Regions from separate parts of the Mus musculus genome. Here region 1 is linked to region 2. The links are chromatin contacts, called in public Hi-C maps. All regions are on one chromosome and are shown on one strand. The core of a region is the stretch at or near the end of the contact, and the rest is flanking DNA. Distances in the headings are between cores, read along the strand shown. Region 1 overlaps Cobll1 (Cobl-like 1). Region 2 overlaps Cytip (cytohesin 1 interacting protein).

Region 1 (5,723 bases), core at 3,011-5,510, 7.0 Mb after region 2:
AACTGAAGAATTGCCTAGATCAGACTGTCCTGTGGGCCTGTCTGTGACAGTCTGTCTTGACTGCTAACTGATGAAGACAGGCCCAGGGTACTGTGGGCAGTACCCTCCCTGGTCCTGAACTATGTAAAAAAAAAAAAAAAAAACCAAGGGAGAGGCTGAACAAGTGAGAAAGTAGAATCCCTCCATGGTCGGGTTTCATTTCCTGCTGTCCTAACTTTCCTCAAGGATGGACTGTGACCTAAAAGTGCAAGCCAAATAAAGCCTTTCCTTCTCTAAGTTTCTCCTGGCCGTGACATTTATTGCAGCAACAGGAAAGCAAACTAGATTATATTCCCTATATCAGAAAACAGAAGAATATCAAATGCTCTGGAAGTCTAACATATTACATGCAATCAGAGTTGATACTGTGCTGTGTATATGAGATATCAAAAAGACTAGGTTTCAAATACTCTTACACACACACACACACACACACACACAGTGTTTAACTGAATGAAATGACTGTCAAATCAACTTGACAGTGTTATACTAACTTAGGTTTCTTATCCATGCTGCTTCCTTTTCGTCCATGTTGGGCAACATCCATAGTGGTGAGAGGGCATACGAAGAAGGACTATGCTTACTGATGGGAGATGGAACACAGAAAAAAAAAACGAAGGCAGGGAGGCCAGGATCCAAATATCACCTTCAAGATCATGCTCCCAATGACTGGACTTCCTACTGAGAGTCCCCGAATCCCAAATGGTCCACCTTCTCTCAGCAGCAGCAAAGGAGTCCAAGTCTTAGAGGAGTATTCAAGGTCTGTGCAGTAGCATTAGGCATACCTAATCCCCAGCTTTTATGGCTATGGGCATTATCATCAAAATGCTCTCTCTGTTTCCACACAGGGCTCTGGGGTAAAACAAACCATGTGGAATTGTTTCATTATCGATTTCAAATCTATTTCACTTATGATTTGTTCATATATATATATATATGTGTGTATGTATATATATATATATATATACATATATATATATATATATATATATATATATCAAGCCAGAAATAAGCTACTAGAAAATGTGATTATCCTTTTATTCTGACTTTAAAAAGCAGCTATGAGGGCAGAACATGTGAGCAGTTCCAATTCCATCTGTCCCATGCTTCTTGAATGGGTTAGCAGACCTGGTGGCTGGATGGGATTGTTCCCCAAACCAACCCATATTAGCAGAGTCTGACTGGCTCAAACCAGGGAGCAAGACTTTACAGCTGAACCACTGTGATTTATCGTAACCCAATCCCAAAACAAGAGGCTTACCCAACCCTGGCTACATAACTGTGCAGGACTGGCTGAAAACTTGTCCAAGGTATTCCAGAAATCCTGTGTGACAACCACTAGAGGAAAGACTACCTTTCCCTAAGAAATCTAAAATATAAGAAGCCTATGCAGATGTGACATTTGGAACTGCAAGTCTTTGGGGGTGGGTGAGATACAGGGGAGCGAAGGCAGGGCCCAGTGTGTGCTACCCAGGAGCTTTCCCAGTGAAAGGTGCTTTGAGTTGCTGTTGTTATTTTCACTTTCTTATTTCAATGGTGTATGGGTGTTTTGCCTGCGTGTATGTGTGTGTTTGTGTGTGTGAGTGCGCACAGTGCACACACATATGTACACGATCACACGTGCACACTGGAAGTATAAAAGAAGAACGATGGATCCCCTGAAACTGGAGTTGCAGATAGTTGTGGGCTGCCATGTGGACCCTTGTGAATCAAATCTGAGTGATTCAGCCCCCTTTACTTTTTAATAATCTGAACAGTGATGATTTAAAGCTAGCTTCTACACAGGTAATAAATTTCCATGACAAATACGTAAGTAACCCAAGCTCACTTTCTCCTCTAGTATCACCTACTAGCTAAAACACAGAACAGGACGTACTTTAATATAGGGTTTCTAAGTTTCACAGTTGGTAGCATGTTGGGCAGATGTTAGTCTAAAAAGGAAGGAAAGCCTGAAATTGATACAATCATTTGCAAGGAGTTAAATGATCAACCACAGAAATCAATCAGTCTAGGAGCCAGGCAGATGGCTCAGTAGGTAAAAGGTACCTCGCACTAAGCCTGAAGATCTTAATTCAATCCCCTAAACCTATGCACTGGGAGGGAACAATCAATATAGAGAAACAAATGCAGGTTATACAGGGAATAAAAAAGGATTGGCTTGGAAGCCAAGAGAATAGGAGTTAATTTTTCAAGTTTTTTTTCTCAAAGGTCTGGTAATTCTAGGCAAAATATAAGAGAGGTAGTTTGCAGGGGCAAATATTGAAAATAAATACATGCATACTGCATGCAATAGAGTACTAGAATATGACAAGCCCCATTTTAATAAAGCATATAAGTGCAGAGGTTAGAGAGGACTAGGAAAAATGTGGGTGAGGTGGTGGTGAGGATGTGGGGGATGATGGAAAATCACCAGGCTCATAGTAGATTGGCAAGCAAAATAGTAAGCAACAGTGGCTGGCCAAGTGGCATCACCCACCAAGGCAGTCAGTCAGGGATTTTCATACCCAGTTCACAAGAGTGAGTAGACATAAAGCAAAAATAGAGCACACAAAATACAAAATAGCCATCATTCACTCTGGGCTAAGCAGAGAGGGTGTTGTCAGACAAACAGTTTCTGAAAAGCAGCAAAACAAAACACATATACACACACAAAGAAAAAGGAAGAAAGAGAGAAAGAAAGAAAAGAAAGAAAGACAAGAGCCCAAGAGCAATCTAATCTCTAGATTAATATATTGATTCTCAAAGGACTTGATTTATAGCTTTCTTTCTTTCTATTTGAATTTCCAACCAGGTGAGAATATGTGTTAGTACTTAACTATCCACCTAGAGCCTACAGGTCAATTCTTTTCAAAACTTAGAGGTTAAGACTAATTGTAGATAGTCTCTCTTCAATTTCTTCTTTTTATAAGGACACAGTTTAAAAAAACAAAAAAACAAAAAAACAAGTGCACCTGAGAGACTCTCAGCTGAGACCACTAGCTACATCTCCATACACTTGACATTCACTGGTTAACTATGCAACTCTGAATGCTTCTAAAACAGTCAGCTGGTCCCCACTCCCACCCCAGCCCTGGTTTTCTTCTGTTTTCATTTTAGGCTTACCATTCTTCTTTCTTCTTCTACATTCAAAAGCAGTAAGAAAAACAGATGAAGCAGATAAAAATACAAATGAAGGAAAAAAACATTAAAATACACATACTCTTTGTAATTAATCAAGAACAAAGAATTCCATTCACCTGTGCCCCTTATGTTGTGTGCTGGGAGCCAGCACTTGTGCAGTAAATAGAAAAGCTGCTAGGGAGATAGGAAAATAGAAACTACACGAGGAATCTCAGAAGTGAAATCAGAGCGCGGACAGGACATCACCGGCCACTGAGGGAAAACGTCTCTCTAGAAACTAAGTGAGACTAAGCCGTGTTAGGAAGGCACTTGATCTAAAAACATCCCCCAAAAAACCACAAACCCAGCCTAGAAACAACTTCCTTCCTTCTCATGTTTCTGCAGAACCTAAAATATCAGCTTGTAACTGCCTCTTCAAAGAATTCTTTCATCAAAGTCCCCAGCAAAGTTCACATCTAGGTTTCATTCCATTCAGATAAGTTATATAAATGTGTAAGTATATATTGTATCTATATAATGCATCATTCTGAGTAGCCCACTTTTATTATGCATATATATTTAAATTATGGTATTATATAATCACAAATACAGTATATAAGATATAATATAAAATGTTATGTATTACATATAGTTTTTCCTGGCATTCCTCAACTCCTTCCACGTGCTGTAAAAATCAGCTTCTCAAAAAACCTTAAAGCTAAAAAAAAAAAAAAAAAAAAAAAAAAAAAACCTTAAAGCTAAGTGTTACAACTTAATCACATTTAATGTGTTTTCACTGAGAACACACCCATGGCATGGATAAGAGTTCTTTTTCACCTAAGTATACAGAAAAGCAGAAACTGAGTAAACTTTCTGCACGATGGGACTCTAATAAAAGGACCAAAGGTGACATTTTCATGATGGCTGGGGACGAGACAGGTCAGGAAATGTGGCTATGGAAACCAGCAAACATCTCATCACACTTTTACAGTGGATTGGGTAAACCCCAGCATCAGCTTCCTTCCTGTGTACCTTCCTGAACGACAGACCCAAAACCCAGAGTATTCCCCAGCCCAGGTTCCCTTCCGCCCGGGGCTCTGCTAAGCAGATCTGCAGGCCAGAGAGCAGGAAGGACATGATCTCAGCAAGGCCGCTGTGCTCTGCCTCTGAGAGGAACCCCGTACAGTCACTGCTGAGTGTAAAAGCTGCAAAGCAGATGCTGTTTTTATATGAACAGGATCTGAGCTACCGAGAGTCCCCTTTGTGGTCCTCTGTGATTCAGGATCCTAACTGTACTTGAGAAGCAGCCTTCCCACCTGCTGACCTTAGCACAGGCGTCATGTCTCTGGTTGGCTACAGGAATGGCATCCCTGCACATGATAGCCCTGGCTTCACTGCTCCTAAAGACCGTTCTACCCCAAGATGCCAGCCTTTTTACAGTTTCTCATGAAATTCTGTTCCGTTTAAAAGTGTGCATCAGCTCAAGTAGTGACTTGTGCCTTAAATCTCAGCACTAGGGAGAGAGAAGCAAGCCAATTTCTTTGAGTTCTAAGACACTCTGGTCTGCATAGTTCCAAGACATCCAGAGCTACGTACTGAGACCCTAACTCTAGAAACCAAAAAAGACAAAAATATTAAAAGTGTATGTTCATCCCTTTATTTCCTGAAACTGAAAGTTGAAAACACACATTCATATTAAAATATGAAATAGATCAAATGAGTGTGCAACTCCTTTATGTATAAGATGTGTGTGTGTGTCTGTCTGTGTGTGTGTGTGTGTCTCTGTGTGTCTGTGTATGTGTGTGTGTGTGTGAGGGGGGGGGCGGTGCACACTGATGGTGTGTGATGCAGGGACGGGAACTCAGGCCCTCCAACACTCTATGTACACACTCCACCACTGAGCTACAATCCCAGCTCTCAACCATTTCATTATATAATCATAAAGTCTAGAAGATGATTTGTTGTAATGTCTAACAACTTAGTCTACCTCCAAAGTAAAAGTCAGAACTAACCAAGGGAGAGATTACTAGTAAGGAAAGTTCGTCCAGTAAGCTGAATTCTCCAGTCCTGAAATGGTTTACCAGCAAGGTAATGGACATTCTCTAATGCACTTCAAGTTAGAAAACCAGTACGCAGACAACAGACAAAAGCCTCCTTCAACTCCTGACGCTCAAGGACTTATTTTTTAAAGGTCAGCATACTGCCTGGTATCACACATGCTCTAACTATAGCTACCCAGGACCCTGAGGATTCCTTGAGTTCGGGAGTTCAAGACCTACCTCAGTGACACAGTGAGATGATGTCTCAAGAAATAATAAGAACATTTAACATAAGAATGAAACAGCCTATCACGCTGCTAATTTTGAGGGCTCCTTTGCTCTCATAGGTTCTAAAGTCACCCTGTCTGGACTCAGGAAACTACAGCCTGACAGACACACAGCAAATGAGGCTTTAAGAAAGTAGAAGCATGCCCAGAACCAATCCCCACTGGCTCCTCATAGAACAAAGTTGGGGCTTCAACTATCACATAATTAAAAGTGGCTACTGTTTCAATATAGGGTGGTGATTAAGAAACAAGTAACTCA
Region 2 (5,006 bases), core at 2,103-4,602:
GGAAAGGCAAGGGAGGGACTCCAAACCTCAATTTCGATTATGACTTATTTCACAATAGTTTTGGAAGAATATAGTAAGATTTCCTGCCAAGAAAGGGAAGAAACTTCATAATGCTATAAATAACATAACGTTCACTCTTCTGCACATTTTGGGAAAAGTCATATAAGCATAAGCTTCCAGGGTCAAGCCAGACTCTTATAAAGAGAGGGGGTCAGCAAAAGGGAAGACCTTAGTTGTAAGGACTGCGGTCAATTTCTAACAATGTTGTAGGTTTGTTAAAGAAATATTTAATAGATGTTAGCTATTAATTAGTCCTTTCTTAAACACTGTTCCAAGGACTCAAGACATAACTTTTGCTCCTAATTATATTTTAAAAGGTTTTGTTACACACACACACATATGTTATGTGGTGACTGATGTCTGCAAGGTCAGAAGAGGTTACCAAATTAAGGGCTACCTGTTGTAAGCTTCCATAAACGCATGGGAAATTGAATATAGCTCTTCTACAAGAGCACAAGTGATCTTAATGAGGGGCCATCTTTTCTGCCAATAAGCCATGGTGTCTAAATGCCAACTTCCTGCAATTGTCATTCATAAGCAAATAAATAAAATAGTGGATCCGGGCAGTTGGTACAGATAAATAAAAATGATGTGGGGATAAAAGCACACATGGAAAATACACAGGAGAAATTAATGCATACAGGACAAGTTCCACAGAAATCTGTGTTACTCAATTGCCAGCCACCAAATGCCAACAATTGCACAATTTTCTGGGATGCCTCAGTGTTAAGAATTCAGCCACCAGTCACTATACATATCGGAGAAGTGTAGTCATCCACAGATTTTATACGTAACAATTGCTCTGTGTTCTTTTGTCAGTTATACCTGGAATCTCAAGCAGAAGGGCTCAGACCTAAAATTATCATCTCGGCTCGTAATAAGTTTCGGCTTTTGATTTATAAGGACTAATTATGGGATACCTACAGCAATTGGAATGGTTTACAATAATCTGGTTTTGTGCCTAAATTACTGAATGTACGAATGTACCCCCCCACACACACACACACACAGGGTGGCGGGGGGAGAGATTAACAAGAGTGGGAACTTTCAGTTAAGTCAGAAGGCTCCATCTGAAGGCTCCATCCTTGTGAAAGGTCTTTTTAAAAGGTGTATTTGCAAGCATTGTCCATCTCACCCTATTGTGTGCTCAGATTTTCTTAATCTGTTTTCATTATTGGCATTTCCTTGTATTTCACAGCTAATTCACATATTTTCAGGTACTTGTTTCAGCTGTCTTTAATTCTGTTCATTATAACCACCGCTAAGGACTTTATGTTTTTAAAACGTTGCTCTTGCTATTGTGGTTTGTACATCATTCCCTTATCATTCATCTAGAGGCGTGTATGTGTCTACACGAGGGCATGTATATGAAGGGCATAGAGTGTATTTGATGGAGTGCTTCACTTCTGCAGATAGCCATCTGTATGCTTTGAGACTCTGGGGAAATACACAGCTTTTACTTTCCACCCCAGTGCTTCACGAGAGGCCAAGGGTAGATTATGACTTTAAAAATAGTAAAACAGACAGACAGACTAAGCCTCAGATGCCATCTGCAAGTGACTGTCGGTGAGGCATTCAGTTCAATGTGATGTGCTAAGATCCCTCTCTAACTTTGTCCTTCGTTAAACTAAATGTTCTTAGGGGAAAAAATCCAAGGGTAATTTTTTTTTTTTTGGTTTTTTGAGATAGGGTTCTCTGTATAGCTCTGGCTGTCCTGGAACTCACTTTGTAGACCAGGCTGACCTCGAACTCAGAAATCTGCCTGCCTCTGCCTCCCAAGTGCTGGGATTATAGGCGTTCGCCATCATGCCCAGCTCCAAGGGTGATTTTTTAAAAGAAAAAAAATAAAATCTAAAATATAGTATAGAAAAGACCAAAAGAAACCAACAGGATGGTAAGAAACTACTCAAAAATCAAGTAGTATAAAAAGAGAGCTAAGGAAAACAAATAAAACTAATGCTAAATGAATGAATTTTGGAGAGATGTAATTAGTCCTCACAAATCAAACAGGTGGCAAGAATTAATAAAATGTCTGGCTACCATAATGTTAAAAGTCCTTTTCCTTGCCCAGTATTTATAGAATTGTTGGAAGTCTCAAGAGTTCTTCACTGTGCCTCTTAAGTGACTGGTTATTTTGCATAGATTTAAGTCTATAATCTTCTAGGTCCACCAAACAGGTTTCTCTATACAGAAGAGGGTGCCCCTAGCTTCCCCCTTTTTAACAGTTCTGTGTAGCTCTCTGACTAAAAGTGAATATTAAGGCAACGGTGGAGCACTCCTGCTACTCATTTGTTTGGGTTATCAGTGACACAAAAGTTCAAACTAAATCAGATTATAAATTACCTTCCATTATGGATTAGCAAATAGGCTATTTTAAGCAATGAACATATAAATAAAAAAGCAATTTAAATACAATAGCTACCATCATACTCTCTGATGGGGGTGGGAGGGAACAGTTACATCTTGCTCATTTGTTTGCTTGTTTGTTTGTTTTTGAGACAGGACTTCTCTGTGTAGTCCTGGCTGTCCTGGAACTCACTCTCTAGACCAGGCTGGCCTGGAACTCAGAAATCTGCCTGCCTCTGCCTCCCAAGTGCTGGAATTAAAGGCATGTGCCACCACTCCCAGGCAGGGATCGGGCACATCTTGACACAGTGTCCTCTTAATTTTTATCTGGGATGAGCTAAAAGAAACTCTCAAGCTTCTGCCTTGCTCGCCTGCTAAACTGCCTGTCTTACTCGGAGTGTGCCCAAGACTTCTGAATCAAGCTTTCCCCATCTCCCTCTCCCTAGCATGCACCAGCCCTATTTAAAGATGTAGACTTGGATGGAGTAGGTGTGCCCCAGACTGCCCTCCCAGCCAGAGTTCTTCTGAGTTGTAATGATGCCCCAAACCCCGCCCCCAAATTCATGAATGGAGAACTGGTGTGCAATTTACAGCATATGCTGACAACAGCTGTCTTTTATTACACATTATCTAATATGAGAAGTCTAGGTTTAGCAATTTGGCAGGCTTGAAAGCTACACATTGGGCTCTGACTACAGTACAGGAGGCTCCTTATCTACTCACTAGCCAGGAGCCTGGTGTCTGGGGCTGATCTTAGAGAAGTTCCTCTGCTTTCAGTGAGACAACTTAAGAGACAAAGCATTAATATTCCACACACCATGTCTCCTGCTATGCAGTGTGATTCACGGGTCTCTCTTTAGTGCAAAATCAAGACCAAATACAGCAGCTGTCAGTGTGCAAAATAGAAGGAAATCGGAAACACAGCTTGATGGATAACCTGCCACAGAGCAGCTCAGAGACCAACACTGAAGTCATTTTTGTTGCTAGGTTAGACTGTTATGTTCTCGCCCGGGTTCTGTGAACTCACTTCCCGCCACCCCCCCACCACCCCCCACCACACACACACACACACACACACACACACACACACACACAAAATGTAGGTGTGGTAAGGAGAGGGTACAGATTCGGAAGTGGGCCTTTTTTTCTCTTCCTTTTTTTTTTTCTTTTCTTTTTTTTTTTTTAAGTACTTTGTTTCAAGTTATGTCCTTGACTCTTCCCAGTTGCCTGCTTATCTCACTTTTACTCCCAGCTGTTTCATGAATACAGCTCTCCCCTACTTTTGAAAGTCAGACCATTAAGACAGAAAGGATTATCAAACTATCCAAAGACACAACAAAATAACGAAAGTAAAGTCGACGTCACACTTATCTGACCCATACTCCCGTAAATGGGTTGTCCCAGCTTACAGGAAGGTCTGATCACAGCCCCGCACCTCTTTTAAAGAATGGTTGAAGGGCTGGAGAGATGGCTCAGCAGTTAAGAGCACTGACTGCTCTTCCAGAGGTCCTGAGTTCCATTCCTAACAATGACATGGTGGCTCCCAACCACCTGAAATGGGATGTGGTACCCTCTCCTGCTGTCTCTGAAGACAGCAACAGTGTACTCATGAACTCAAATAAATACATCTTAAAGAATGGTTGGGTATTAACCCAGACATAACACCACAGTATTGATGTTGCCTATTGATGAGGTACTAGGACAAAGAAAGTCCTCCCTGTAGGCAGAACCTACCCAGAGCTATACCCATTACAAGCATTTAGCACCATCCCTAACCAAAACTGTATGTGAAACCAGCCATCCAGAAGCTTCCTCATTAGCGCTAATTTCCTCACCAAGAGAAAATTAGACAATGATGATCTGTTTGGGTCTAATTCATACTCAAACGTCATACCTGTGTGCCAGATTCCCTGCTGTCCCTGGAGCACTAGGTAAGAGCCACCTTCAGTACAGTCTCCTGGGAGAGGCAGTCAGGCACAATACCTACCCCTAGGGCATGGCATGGTTATAAAACTTCCCTTTCCTCGCAACACCCTCCCTCAAGAGTTTATATTGCAGGGACTTTGCCCCCCCCCCCACTTTAAAAAAAAAAACCAAGTTTCAAAATTAGAAGCATTCTTGGTGTGTCTGGCACTTCTACAAATGCAGGTACTGAAATAATACACACACACACAGAGAGAGAGAGAGAGAGAGAGAGAGAGATCTATTTTTAAACAACTCTGAGTGCAAACAACCAGTGGATCCTGAAAATTAAGCTGAAGCTACAAGCTAGCCAGTTATAGCTTTGCAGAAGCCAAAGCCACAACAACAAGAAGTATGAACACTGACGTCACCCTCAGAGTAGTGAGAATAACAGCAGACAGAGGAACACCTGTTACCGCAATTGCCTCACTGAGATCCTGGTACAGACCATTCACACAGGGCCAGAGGGGTGGGCTGCTGTTTTTGTTATTGTTGTTTGCTTGTCTGTTTGTTTTTCTAAGAAATAATTAATAGGAGGCAATAATCCCTGTGGGAAATTATAAAATCTTGACATATACCTTTGTGAAGATTCACTGAAAGGGATTATAGGAGTCTATGCCCAAAATGTTTGGTTTCTT

The links. Hi-C and Micro-C count contacts between places; a contact is called where the count stands out from the background.
Region 1: a contact with region 2 is called in a Hi-C map of memory CD8 T cells, with 8 times the contacts expected there. The contact joins two enhancer-like sites. A contact is called at or near these places in 1 of 39 promoter capture datasets (pre-B cells) and 1 of 484 Hi-C or Micro-C datasets (memory CD8 T cells).

Annotation. Positions count from the first base shown.
Region 1 is chr2:65,185,326-65,191,048 of GRCm38.p6, forward strand. The region is part of intron 1 of Cobll1 (Cobl-like 1); the gene reads right to left. Among named protein-coding and RNA genes, the nearest start is that of Gm13594, 45 kb to the right of the region's middle. Within about 2 kb of position 4,261, at least 131 of the 459 cell types and tissues checked have an H3K27ac peak or open chromatin away from gene starts, as enhancers often do. A contact at or near this core is called in memory CD8 T cells, where this site is marked.
Region 2 is chr2:58,152,424-58,157,429 of GRCm38.p6, forward strand. All of the region lies in intron 1 of Cytip (cytohesin 1 interacting protein), which reads right to left. Among named protein-coding and RNA genes, the nearest start is that of Cytip, 5.2 kb to the right of the region's middle. Within about 2 kb of position 3,353, at least 96 of the 459 cell types and tissues checked have an H3K27ac peak or open chromatin away from gene starts, as enhancers often do. A contact at or near this core is called in memory CD8 T cells, where this site is marked.